Regions from separate parts of the Mus musculus genome. Here region 1 is linked to region 2. Evidence: chromatin contacts called from public Hi-C data. All regions are on one chromosome and are shown on one strand. Each heading gives the region's core, a stretch centred on a gene start, on an enhancer-like site or on the middle of the called end of the contact. The rest is flanking DNA. Distances are from core to core; before and after follow the strand shown. Region 1 overlaps Gm553061 (a long non-coding RNA gene). Region 2 overlaps Mbnl1 (muscleblind like splicing factor 1).

Region 1 (6,104 bases), core at 1,605-4,104, 180 kb before region 2:
AGTTCCTCATGTCCCGATGAACCACAACCATAAAATTATTTTTGTTGCTAACTAATAATTGTAATTTTGTTACCATTTTGAATCATAATCTAAATATCTGTGTTTTTCTAGGTCTTAGTCAACTCCTGTGAGAGGCTCTGAGACCTCTAATGGGGTCATGATGCATAGTTTTTGCAAACCTTTAATGTGGTTGAAAACTATCTCTGACTGTGTGCTTCTCTTCTTAATTGGCATCTAGACCAATAAATCTTGAAGTGAATCTGGCTATAATAGTCCTCTGTTGGATCAAGAATTCTGTCTCCATTGTTAATATTTGCCAATAGAGTTCCTGAAAGATGGAAAAGATGCACTTAATACATAGGAATATGCCAGTTGTTAGTCTATGCACTGGCTAGTTTGTTTTGTTTTGTTTTTTGTTTGTTTGCTTTTGTTGTTTTGTTTTGTCTTTTGTTTTTTGTCAACTTGGCACAAGCACAATTCATCATGGAAGAAGGAACCTCATTTGAGAAGGTCCATTCATCATCTTGGCATATAAACAAGTCTATACAACATTTTCTTAATCCATGAATGATGAGGGAGGACCCAGCCCACTGGTGGCAGTGCTACCCTTGGGCAGGTAGTCCTGTGTGTATAAGAAAGTGAGAATGAGCAAGTCACGGGTCAAGCCAATAAGTAGCATTCTTCAATGGCCTCTGCTTCAGTTCCTGCCTCTAGGTTCTTGCCTTGAGTTTCTGCCGAGTCTGCTTTATGATAGACTGTAAGCTATTAAGATGAAGTTTATATCCTTTTTCTCCCCCAACTTGTGTTTGTCCTTGTGCTACAGCAGTAGGAAACAAACCAGATATGGCCACAGAAGACTCTAAACATACTGTTCTTCTACAGCCACTCTTTGTGTTTTGTTCCTGTGCATAAAATATTCTCAGTAACCTGGAAGATGCCACACTAAGAGGAATAATATGGGAACAGAAAAAAGCATTTCATACTATATCAGTCATATGTGAAATTTAAAAATTTTGACCTCACAGAAATAGAGAATAGAATCGTGGTTGTGAGGACTGTGGACTGGAAGGTTAGGGGTAGGGGCGGCAGCAGTAAAGAGACCTAAGATACTGTTACACAGGAGGGGTACATTCTGTAGGTCTATTATACAACATAATGGTTATTATTGATCCTAATGGAGTGTGTCTTGAATATTTCTGAGCAATCATAATTTTATTGTTACACAAAATGGATAAATATAAGAGGTGAGAAAGTCAGAAAGTTGTTAATTTCTTGACTTAATATTTCATAATATATAGATATTTCAAAACATCACACCGTATGTCATAGATATATCACTTTAACTATTATCTTCATGGTAATATGTTAGATAAAAAGAAAATGTTCCAAATATATGTAGAATGTCTAGTTTGATCTTTCAGTACATATTCATTCCTAGTTTCCGGCTCTCAAGAGATAGGCTAGACATCTTGGAAAATAAAAAGATCCTTTTAACAAGGAGTTCCAAACCCAGTGGAGACTGCATTCTGAGTTCTGTACTGCCATCTTCCATTCCAAGAAATAAATTTTCCTAGGCCATACCTAATTACCCCAGCTGTGTGAAAACAAAAACTCAAAGATTAAGTAGAAAACCTTTCTTCCTTAAGGCCTTTCTTCCTTAAGGCTTGGCTTGACCCTAGTGAACAATAAATTCTTCCTCCATTTTAAGCACTCTCTTTGATCTACTTGGACTTGAGGATAAAGACATCTCTAAGCCAGAATAGCTTTCAGATCACAATTTTGAAACATCTGTGCACACTTGTGTTCTCTGTGCCTCCCTCCTTCGAGCTCTCTCTCTCTCTCTCCTTCAGTAGGAGCAGCTTCTATCTTCAGGTAATTCTCAATACCTCATGTTCTAAAGTCTTCCTCTGCCAACCCAGACACAATCATGGTTTCCAGAGAGCTCTTTAGGGTGTCCACTTGGTTTATCAGACAACAGATAAGTCATTTGTGTTGACAGAGAAGCATGGTGCCAAAGGAGACATTCTTACACAATTCGGCCTCGGGGTGGATGTGCACATCTTGGAACCAGGCAGCTTAAGATACTTGGAGCTGAGAAATGAAAACAAAGGATGTGGTCTCTCTGTGGCTTCCCGACCTCAGCGATCTGTGTGGTTTCCATGATTGTAAATTATCTTGAAAGAAGCAGAGTTTTAGGGGGCAAAGTAACTGTTCTGAGCAGGAGGAAAACAATGACAGAATTAATGAGGTAAAAATGAAGAGGCTCCCTGTGCATCGCTCCTTAAATTTGGTTATGTTATTTTTTTTTTCCTTCTACAGGTCACCTATTGGCTTGGCAAAAATGAACTGTAGGCTGTGGACTATCAAGGAAGTGAAATCTGCGAGGCCCAGCTGTGCTGCTGCAAACCATTCAATTACAGCACAAATAGGCTCCTTGCATATTAGGGCAGTGCAACATCTGCTCCCAGCCAGTGGGCGTGCTGAAAGAAGGCTCCTCTGCTCTGGCTGATAAGGAAGTGTGCTTCCTGTGTCTCTCTATAGACAAGAAACTTAAACATTTAGCCAGCCCCAGTAGCCTGGCGCTTCCACTTCCTAATTGGAGACGTAAGACTTGCTTTTTTTGTAAAAGCTGCTTTTGAGGCAAAGGATTCTTTGGTTTCTTTGGTGTTAGTACAGAAAAATCAGAAAGTGATTTTTGGCTTCCATCTCTTCCCAACACCATAATAAGATATCCCTTGAATTATCAGAACCAAGACACATTATGTCATTCAGCTAACCCTAGGTGATTATGACAATTTTAATAGTAATATGCTTTTGTCACAAGCTAATTACATCACCAAAACAGAGCTTTTAGTCCTAAATGTAATAAACAGGCATGATTCTTTTCCAGCACCATCCTTCATTCTCCATGCGTGAGAAATTTCCCACTTTGTGGCTACTGAGGAAGTAAAAACCATCTCCCATGAACAAAAGCTGATTTCTGAATGTTCCCAAAGCTGGGCCACAGGCAGCAATCTTGGGATTTACAAGTAAAAGACTATCGTGGACTAGGCTGATTTGTGAGCTGAGAATGAAAGGTCAATGAGGTTATGGTAACAGGAGTTTTCTGCCCCAGCGGTATAAATATCATACACGGGAATTGAGCTCAGGAGTGGTGATCTTGATGTTGACCAAGGATCATTTCTGCTTGTCTTGAGTTGGTCATACAAAACGAACTGGAACCCTAGCTTATGGCCCACTTAGTAAAATCTTTATCTGTTTAAAGAAGTCCGATGTGCTGTTTACAAGGACAACCTTGACCAAGACTAGGCCATTACCTTGGATGTGAATCTCTTTCTCAGGCTCCCCTCTTCCCTCACAACCTTTCCCCCTTTCCTGCCTCCTCTCTGCTCTCCTCCCTTCTGTCTAATCCCCCTTCTTCTCCCCCAACCCACTCCTATCTCCCACCCTGTTCCCCCGTTTCCTTTATCCTTTCTTCCTTGACCCCTTCTGTCTGTATCATGGTCCTCCCTCCTCTCTTATCCTTCTCTCTCCTCCTTTTCTGCTGTTGAACCACCCCCTTCCCACTCTTCTTTTCCCTCATTATCTTACCTCTTACTTTCTAGTCATTTTTAGTTCTCTTACCACAAAGTGGCAGAAATAAAATTCCACTCTTAATTTTTTTAGTTTAAAAAACAGAGACTGGACAATTTTAACGTTTTAAAAACTACTTTTAATTCAGTGTGTGTGTGTGTGTGTGTGTGTGTGTGTGTGTGTGTGTAAGTTACAGGACAGCTTGATGAAGCTGGGTCTCTTTAGCCATCTTGATCCCAGGAATATAATTCAGGTGGTTGAACTTGGTAACAAATGCTGTTACATGTTGAGACTTCCCACCTATCCAATTCTGGACAATGTAAAGCAAATTGCTTAAAGTAGCCAGAATTCCTTAGAGTGCCTCAGCAGTATTAAACAGCCACAGAAAAGTTACATCATGTCTTTTAAACAGTGCCTTATTATGTTGTCTGGAGATAAACCCACTGCACACCAAACTCTAGTCAGAAATAGAAGTGTATAACTATCTCTCATATTTCTGATTTTCCATTGCTGTGTTAGTTGTGTATTTGTATCAGTCTGTGTTCATTTAAACTGTGTAGTTAAAAGGCAACATGAACACAGTTGAGGGGAGACTTGGGAAATCATCTCCATAGCTCTGTCAGGTAAGAGGACTTGTCATTTAATGGCTCAGTGTTCAGCTTTCTATAATTATCTAGAAAATATTATTTTGTAATTTGTCTGCTTGAATAAGAAGCTGCAATACCACTCCTGGGCATATACCCAGAAAATGCTCCAACAAGTAATAAGGACACATGCTCCACTATGTTCATAGCAGCCTTATTTATAATCAACGCAGATATCCCTCAACAGAGGAATGGATGCAAAAAAATGTGGTACATTTACACAAAGGAGTACTATTCAGCTATTAAAAACAGAGAGTTTATGAAATTCTTAGGCAAATGGATAGATCTGGAGGATATCATCCTGAGTGAGGTAACCCAATCACAAAAGAACACACATGATATGTACTTACTGATAAGTGGATATTAGTCCAGAAGCTCTGAATACCCAAAATACAATTTGCAAACCATATGAAACTCAAGAAGAAGGAAGAACAAAGTGGGGATACTTCGATCCTTCCTAGAAGGGGAACAAAATACCTATGGAAGGAGTTAACAGAGACAAAGTGTGGAGCAGAGACTAGCAAGTGTTTGCTGAAAGGACCCTGATATAGCTGTCTCTTGTGAGACTAGCCTGGGCCTATCAAACACAGAAGTGGATGCTCACAGTCTGCTATTGGATGGATCACAGGGCCCCCAATGAAGGAGCTAGAGAAAGTATCCAAGTTGCTAAAGAGATCTGCAACCCTGTAGGTGCAAAAACATTATGAACTAACCAGTACCCCTGAGCTCTTGACTCTAGCTGCATATGTATCAAAAGATGGCCTAATCGGCCATCACCGCAAAGAGAGGCCCATTGGACAAGCAAACTTTATATGCCCCAGTACAGGGGAACGCCAGGGCCAAAACGTGGGAATGGGTGGGTAGGGGAGTGGGGGCGAGGGTATGGGGGACTTTTGGGATAGTATTGGAAATGTAATTGAGGAAAATACGTAATAAAAAATATTAAAAAAAAAAAAAAAGAAATGATAGCCAGAGAATGCCCCACCCAGGGATCCATCCTATAAACAACCACCAAACCCAGACACTATTGTGGATGCCAATGAAAGCGTGCTGACAGGAGCCTGATATAGCTATCTACTGAGAGGCTCTGCCAGTGCCTGACAAATACAGAAGTGGAGGCTCACAGCCATCCATTGGATGGAGCACAGGGTCCCCAATGAAGGAGCTAGAGAAAGTGCCCAAGGAGCTGAAGGGGTTTGCAGCTCCATAGGAGGAACAACAATATGAACTAACTAGTACTCCCAGAACTCCCAGGGACTAAACCACCAACCAAAGAGTACACATAGTGGGACTCATGGCTCCAGCTATATATGCAGCAGAGGATGGCCTAGTTAGTCATCAATGGGAAGGAAGGCCCTTGGTCATGAGAAGGCTCTATGCCCCAGTATAGGAGAATGCAAGGGCCAGAAAGTAGGAGTGGGTAGGTTGGTGAGCAGGGGTGGAGGAGAGGGTTTTTGGAAGGAGACCAGGAAAGGGGATAACATTTGAAATGTAAATAAGGAAAATATCTAATAAATTAAAATTTAAATAGAGAAGCTAAGTTCACAAGTTACTTTTTGTTACTATGATAAAACAAGGGATAGGAGTCTTCACATTAAAGTATCATTATCATTATAAATGTATTAATTTAAAAATATTTTTATTAAGTACATTTGACTTTTTTGTATTTTTTTTTCTTTTTCAGACCTTGGATCTCTCAACTTTGGCCATGAAGACTCCATCAAGTTTATTATTATGTATTTTTTAATGTCACCACTATTGCCTTTAATAATTTCTCCACATTCAGTAACAACAATATGTTCCAAATTAATCTTGTTCATTTTCTTCCAGACCTGAAATCAGCAGTTTCCCAAGGAGTCCTGGATCCTTTTAATGGGTAATATATTT
Region 2 (6,367 bases), core at 3,244-5,743:
TATTTTTAATTAAGTGTCCATGTGTGGGTTTGCACACATGAATGTAGAGCCCACAGAGGCTATAAAAGGGCACTAGAATCCCTTGGACTTGGATTGGCAGGCAGTTGTGAGTCACATGGGTCCTCTGGAAGACGAGTAAAAGAGCTTAAGTGGAGAACCATCAATAGCTGGGGACTTTTGCTTTAATATAATACTAAATTCATTAAACTCACTAAAATACCAATCTATATATTCTTGTTTCTTCTATGTGGCTTTCAAATAATACTCTGTGTCCAAGTCATAAGAATTATATTAAAATTTGCCTATATGTAAAGAATTAGCACATGCTTGCATTCCAGTAAAGTAGAAACTTGTATTTCTATTACTTTAAAAAAAATAATGCCCTCACAGAACAAGAGTTGTTTATTTAAAAACAAGCCCCACCTGAAAACAGGAGGCGGCAAGGAGTTTGCTCAGCTTGTTTGGAATATTTAACATGTTCTTCTCACAAAGGGTGATGATATAAAATGGTGCATTTAATTAACCAAATAGCTATCTAACGTCTTAGTAAGTCTTTGAAACACGCAGCCACTGAGGTGGCTCCTCAGTGGGCGGTATGAACTACTTTAATAGGTGTCCCAGTATCTAGAATCCTTCAGCAATGTAGAAACCCACGCTAAGGTCTGAGCATTAATAGAAGTGCATTTCAGTTCAGTCACTCATAACGAAGGACTGGTGAAAAGTTGGGGGTTACAAGCAACCGCTTTACATTTTCCCTTTGCAATCACTTGTCTGATAAGTGACAATAATTCCTGAGACCCACCAGTGACCTAAAAGTCTATATGGATGAGGTCCCACACTTAAACTACTACCCCAAGTGATGCTAGTCTCCACCAAGTCTAGACTACCCTGCACCATGTCCACAAGTACAATCAAGATAACATGTTTTGAGGCTGGAATGACTAAGACCTAAACATGTCCCCAAAAGGAATGTTAACAGATGTTTAAACTATTCCTCTGGAGTGTCATGACTTATGTCATAATTCTACCCTAAAAATATCTGTGCAAGAATGTATCTTTCTGTGACTCGTTAATTTATTAGCAGGTTGACAACTTGACATTTAAAATTAAAGGGTAGCAGTTATGAGTTTAGATTTACTCTTATGAGGTCCCTTTTTGGCCCTTGGTAATAGAGAAGTAAAAGGCTTCATGGATATTCACAATAACGTTAACTTGAAGGACATGCAGTATAGCTCCCTACTAGAGATTGTAGAATAAATGGGTCCATACATTTATTTTGCACCATGAAAAATGACTGTGATTCTTTACATGTCGATTTTTATTACTACCAATGTTTTGTCATGAAACACAGGCATGACCTAAAGGTTAGCAATTTCTAATATTTGTACACAGTGTAATAATTTCTTAAGATACTCCTTTGGGCATTAAATTAATACATGGACATTACAGAAAGGATCCAGAGATCACAAAACGGAATTCTAGGAGCGTCTCTTTAGTGACTAACAGACTTGCCTCACTTTCAGAGAAAACCAGTCTGAGCTATACGGTACAGAACATACAATCTTCATAATAATATCCAACAATGAGTGGATAAGCATACTGATACAGCAGCTGTGAATATATGATGTGCACTATATATGCACATACATTTTAAAAATAAGTATTTCAATACTTATTTAGGCTGCTGTTAGAAGTCAATGCATGATTTACATGCTCTATGACATTACATATAAATCAGGCAAATACTCAAATTTTACAAATAAGCGACATGAAGCTGGTCTGACAAACCAAGCATATGTAGTTAACTACCTTACAAGCAGTGTCTACTGGGTTCCTACTTTGCAACTTCAGACCTTTGTATCCCTTTTGGTACTGCCATTGCTAGGTCTTCTAAGGGATTATAAACAAATCTGAAATCACTTTATTGTGTGACAAATTGTAGAAATGGAGAAAAAGATATAACAAGAAGAACAAAGTCAAGATCCTAGCTGAATTAGACCAATTTTACCTCAGAGGAAAATCAAAATTCAGTTGAAGATGGAATGTGGCTTTAATCTCTAAATAACCATAGTATCAACCTTGAGAAAAGAACTGTAGGCATTCCTTTCATGGATTTCGCCCTCCAGTGCTCCAAGGAGCACCAAGGTTGTATGTGTGCATGCATGCCTGTGTGTGTGTTTATGTGTGAGTGTGTGTGCTTATGTGTGCGTGCATGTGTGTGTGTGTGTGCGTGCGTGCGTGCGTGCGTGCGTGCGTGCGTGCGTGTGTTTAAGTTCTGGAATCACACTGCAGAGCAGAAAGAGGCACATGCATGTTTCCTATTTCAGGCCCCAACTATGACTGTGACAATGACTTAGATCTTGGGAACAGAACCAAGGGCATGCTCACTTCTATCAGGAATGCACATAACACAGGAGAGATTGTCCTAGGAAGTAGCAAAGGCAAATGACAAAACTCACAAGCAGCTCTTCATGGAAAGAAAAACAAAATGACAAAATACAAGTATAAAAAAACTACGCAAACTTTCAAGGGAATGAGCAGTTTTGAGCAAGTAGCTCAGCTTGAAGCATATCCTCTTAATGCTTTGAATATTGTTACCTATTAATAATTACTATGTTGGCATTCTTCTTCTCAGACTATTTGAGTCCCATTAATCAACTAACAGTCATGCATTAAGAATCCTGTGTTTTCTTTAGGAAGATTGGGGAAGAAAACTGTTTCAGATGCTGCCCTATTTCATTTGCGGACAGCATTTGTTAGAGAATTACTATACTTGGGAAATGAGAAGCCAAATGGCAGAGTGTATCTCTACAGCAAGGATAGGCTACCTCCCATCTCTTGCTCTGCTCTGACTCCTCTGCAACACAACGGTAGTGACAGCATCTTTCCCATCAGGTTGTTCTAAAGGTAGGCTATGTGATGGCTGTATCTGGCACATCCTCACAAAATGCTACAATATGATATCCTTTCTAATACGTTCAATAGAGTATAATGAATAAATAAGGCATTTTATTATATTTCTAACAGACTGGAAAGTTATTAGAGTCAAGGCCCTCCAAGTGCACCCTACTTTACTTTCCCTGTAATTAGTACACCCAGGCCATCTCAGCCCCAAGTCCGTCCTAAGCAGACAGACAGGAGAGGCAACTCAGTTTTTACTTACTAGGCCATTTTTCTACAGAAACTGTTTATCAAGGCTGTTAATTCATGCCATGCTAAAATTCTGAATAGTAATGTCATACTAGAACTTTATCTCTAATTTCCTTTTCAGTCACAACAGTAAAGTGTGTGCGTCTGCTTATCCTCCGCCCCAAGACAATGACAATCATGTGACAGCCTACTAAAAACGCTTTTATCAGGGTGCGTTTCATAAAACCACCCGCCTGCCTCAATGGAAGTACTTCAGAGGTTATGACAACATCTGCAGAGAGTTTTGTAATAGTTCGTGCACAGCAGCCAATGTGTTCCTGTTTATGAGATCCTCTGGACTTCAGTCATTTATTTGTTCACTCCAATAATCATTATATTGTGTTGATGACTACAAGAAACATTCAAGAAGCAACTGTTCTGGGCCAAACATTTTTTCTAACTCTTTGAGGTTTGAGCATTAGCATCATGTGCAAGATTTTAAGGATACTAAGACAAAGTGGAGAAACAGACACGCTGATCCCAGTTCCAAGCCCTCCCTGAGGAACCTAGACATAGATGCTGACTGATTTTGTAATTGTTGCATTAACCAAAACAGCATAACCATATTCTAGCAAACTTGCACAAACACTGAACCAAGACATGTTCATTCAGTTTAAAGTCACTCTGGCTACAAACACTTGAAGAACTGTAATGGAAACTATGAAGGTTCAACTCTTTATCCTACCTCCAGTCTGTCTGTCCGCATTAACTTCTGTGCAGCAGCTGCGGCAGCTGCTGGCACTGGAACTCCAGGATTCCCCGTGACCAACATTGGTGCAGTCGGCAAGATCTCTGCTGGAACCAGGCTTGGGGAAACAGGCCCCAGGTAAGGGTTAAAGGCTGCTGATGCACTGGTGGCTAAGCTTGGTGCAACTGAAAACATTGGCTGCAAATTGAAACAAAAAGCAAAACTTAATGGCAAGTCTCCATTCCAAATTGATACTCTACTTACAGAGTTATCATTTATTCTTCATCTATCATTCATTCTTTCTTCCTTAACTTCTATTTAATTCTGTCTTTAATTTAGTCTAAGAAGATTTCAGTATACTGATATTTGCTAAGTCATTGTTTTTCTCCAAATCTAGCAGGCAGAATATGCATTCATATCTCCAGAGGGGGTTCGAAGATTGGCATCTAGAATACTTGTGGTTTAACGTCTTAAATATCTTAGTACAGACACTTGTTTGTGCTCACCCAGTCTCCACCTTTGTGACTCAATCCTAGAAATGTGTCTGAGAAACACACTGTGTAACTGCTGTCAGATATAGTGGAAAGGTCTGTTCTCAAGTGTTAACAGGATATAAGTGCCTATCATCTGAGCAGACACAGATGTCCCAGGGGATCACAGAGCCCCACAGCCAGCACATTGACCAAATCTGTGGGCTGTGAGAGGTGATGATTACACTGTCTTTTGAGCACAGAAGAGATAGCATTTGGCCTGGTCACTTGATGTCGGTTTCTCAGAAGAAAGGTTCAGTGTTCTACAAGCCCATCCCATACTTGTGGGGCACTCAGCAATGGAAATTAACCTTCTCCAGAAAATGTCTGGAATGTGAAGCCTGACAGAACATTTCCCAGGAAATGCCACAGAATTATTAAAAAACATGGGATGGGCTGTCAGCGGGCAGGACACACTGGGGTGATGCTACTGCATTCAATGGAGAGAAGCCAGGGATCTACTATGTGTAAATGGCATTCTTTAATATGAGAGCATAAGGTCCCAAAGGACTATACCATGGTTGAGCATCCATCCTACATGACAGCTCTGCATTGTGTACACATCTGTACTAAGAACAATATGAACGATAGACTATTTAATGTATACATTGATTCACTGGGAAAAATTTATAACATAGCATAGCTCACACTGATACATTCACCCTAACATAGCTAGTCCTCCAAGCATGTGCTTTGAACACCATGTTTAATTACTCTGACAGGTCTGTGGCCCTTGACTAATGAAGTAGCCTAGAATAAGTCTTTCCATTTCAAACCTCAAGCCTATTCCAATGCGAAGCAGCTGCCCTCAGGAAATACAAAAATTCCATGTGTATTATGAAGAAGGATCCATGTGTAAAACTGGGTCCAGTGGCATTTGTCTCTCCACAAAACCCTGAACAGCAGCTAACTTCAGGCTTTCCCTTTGTGTGCTAGAGGCCAGGGCAGCACCATGACAGGGTCAGTCCTGCATGGTGATCATGCATTAAACTTCTGTCCAAGAACATTCTAGGCAAATGTGTGTTCTGTTGCACACAGTCAGATACAGGGTATGGAATCTCAGACCACATAGAAGAATTGTTATAAATTTAGCAGAGTCCTAAAAGATTGAAAGCTAATTAATATCCTTTCTCTTTGCATTCATAGCTGTAAATTAAAATGAGTTCCAAGAAAGCCCACTTGATACTTACTATAGCAAGCTACTGAAATGTTTATGTCACTGTATACTATAGGAATTACTTAAGGCAAATGCCTTCATAAAGACATTCAGGATGAAGAAATTTTTCCCTGACTTGACACAATAATGACAGCACACCAATAAAATCAGCCTCGTTAAATCTCACCAAGTTAAATACAGTGAAAACCTACATATGGATAGAATGTAGCTGTCACCAATTATGAACACTGTGTTAGGGGTGGGTTACAGCTCAGAGTGGATCCTAATGTAGGAAAGCCAGTGACCATGGCCACTCCTGCATTACCGGAGCTGACCTGCAGAGGGCTCGTAAGATCTCAAAGATAGGAATGGCTGCATTGGTATTTGAAGTCTTCGTTTCTCTGAAGTAGGGATTGAATAATGTCTAACTATGTAGCTGGTATATTTGATACTGAGTGCATCCTTGCAGCAGTGACTTATAGATATCTTTGTTCCAATGAAGGTTGGTTTAGCATTACCTTTCCAAGGACATTTTCCAGTTGCTAATTCTGGGGCAGTTTATTTATCACTTGTTTGCTTTAAATGAAGCATTCTGCTTACATTACAGTTATTAGGCTTCATTATAACTGAAAATATTATTCAATTTCACATTACCATCCTAGTTAACTACACAAACATGATTATTACTAGTAATTCCCTATCCCGGGCAGCCCACACTGTGATAAGTGCTTTACTTATGTTATGTTTAATTTTTTTACTATAAGACTTTCCTTTCTTTGGCCTCTTTGGGAGGGGGGATGTCAG

The links. Hi-C and Micro-C count contacts between places; a contact is called where the count stands out from the background.
Region 1: a Hi-C map of the G1E-ER4 cell line shows a contact between it and region 2, with 2.7 times the contacts expected there. The contact joins two enhancer-like sites. A contact is called at or near these places in 1 of 15 datasets of contacts at CTCF or cohesin (the G1E-ER4 cell line), 1 of 484 Hi-C or Micro-C datasets (the G1E-ER4 cell line) and 2 of 115 datasets of contacts at active chromatin or transcription factors (CD8 T cells and memory CD8 T cells).

What each region holds. Positions count from the first base shown.
Region 1 is chr3:60,781,706-60,787,809 of GRCm38.p6, reverse strand. Gm553061 (a long non-coding RNA gene) reads left to right here. Exons shown (of 5, transcript XR_867330.1): 3 at 2,320-2,604; 4 at 5,902-5,953; 5 at 6,048-6,104. Among named protein-coding and RNA genes, the nearest start is that of Gm38326, 3.6 kb to the left of the region's middle. Within about 2 kb of position 2,854, at least 5 of the 459 cell types and tissues checked have an H3K27ac peak or open chromatin away from gene starts, as enhancers often do. A contact at or near this core is called in the G1E-ER4 cell line, where this site is marked.
Region 2 is chr3:60,601,402-60,607,768 of GRCm38.p6, reverse strand. It overlaps Mbnl1 (muscleblind like splicing factor 1), which reads right to left. Exons shown (of 10, transcript NM_020007.4): 4 at 3,875-4,075. Among named protein-coding and RNA genes, the nearest start is that of Mbnl1, 100 kb to the right of the region's middle. Within about 2 kb of position 4,493, at least 84 of the 459 cell types and tissues checked have an H3K27ac peak or open chromatin away from gene starts, as enhancers often do. A contact at or near this core is called in the G1E-ER4 cell line, where this site is marked.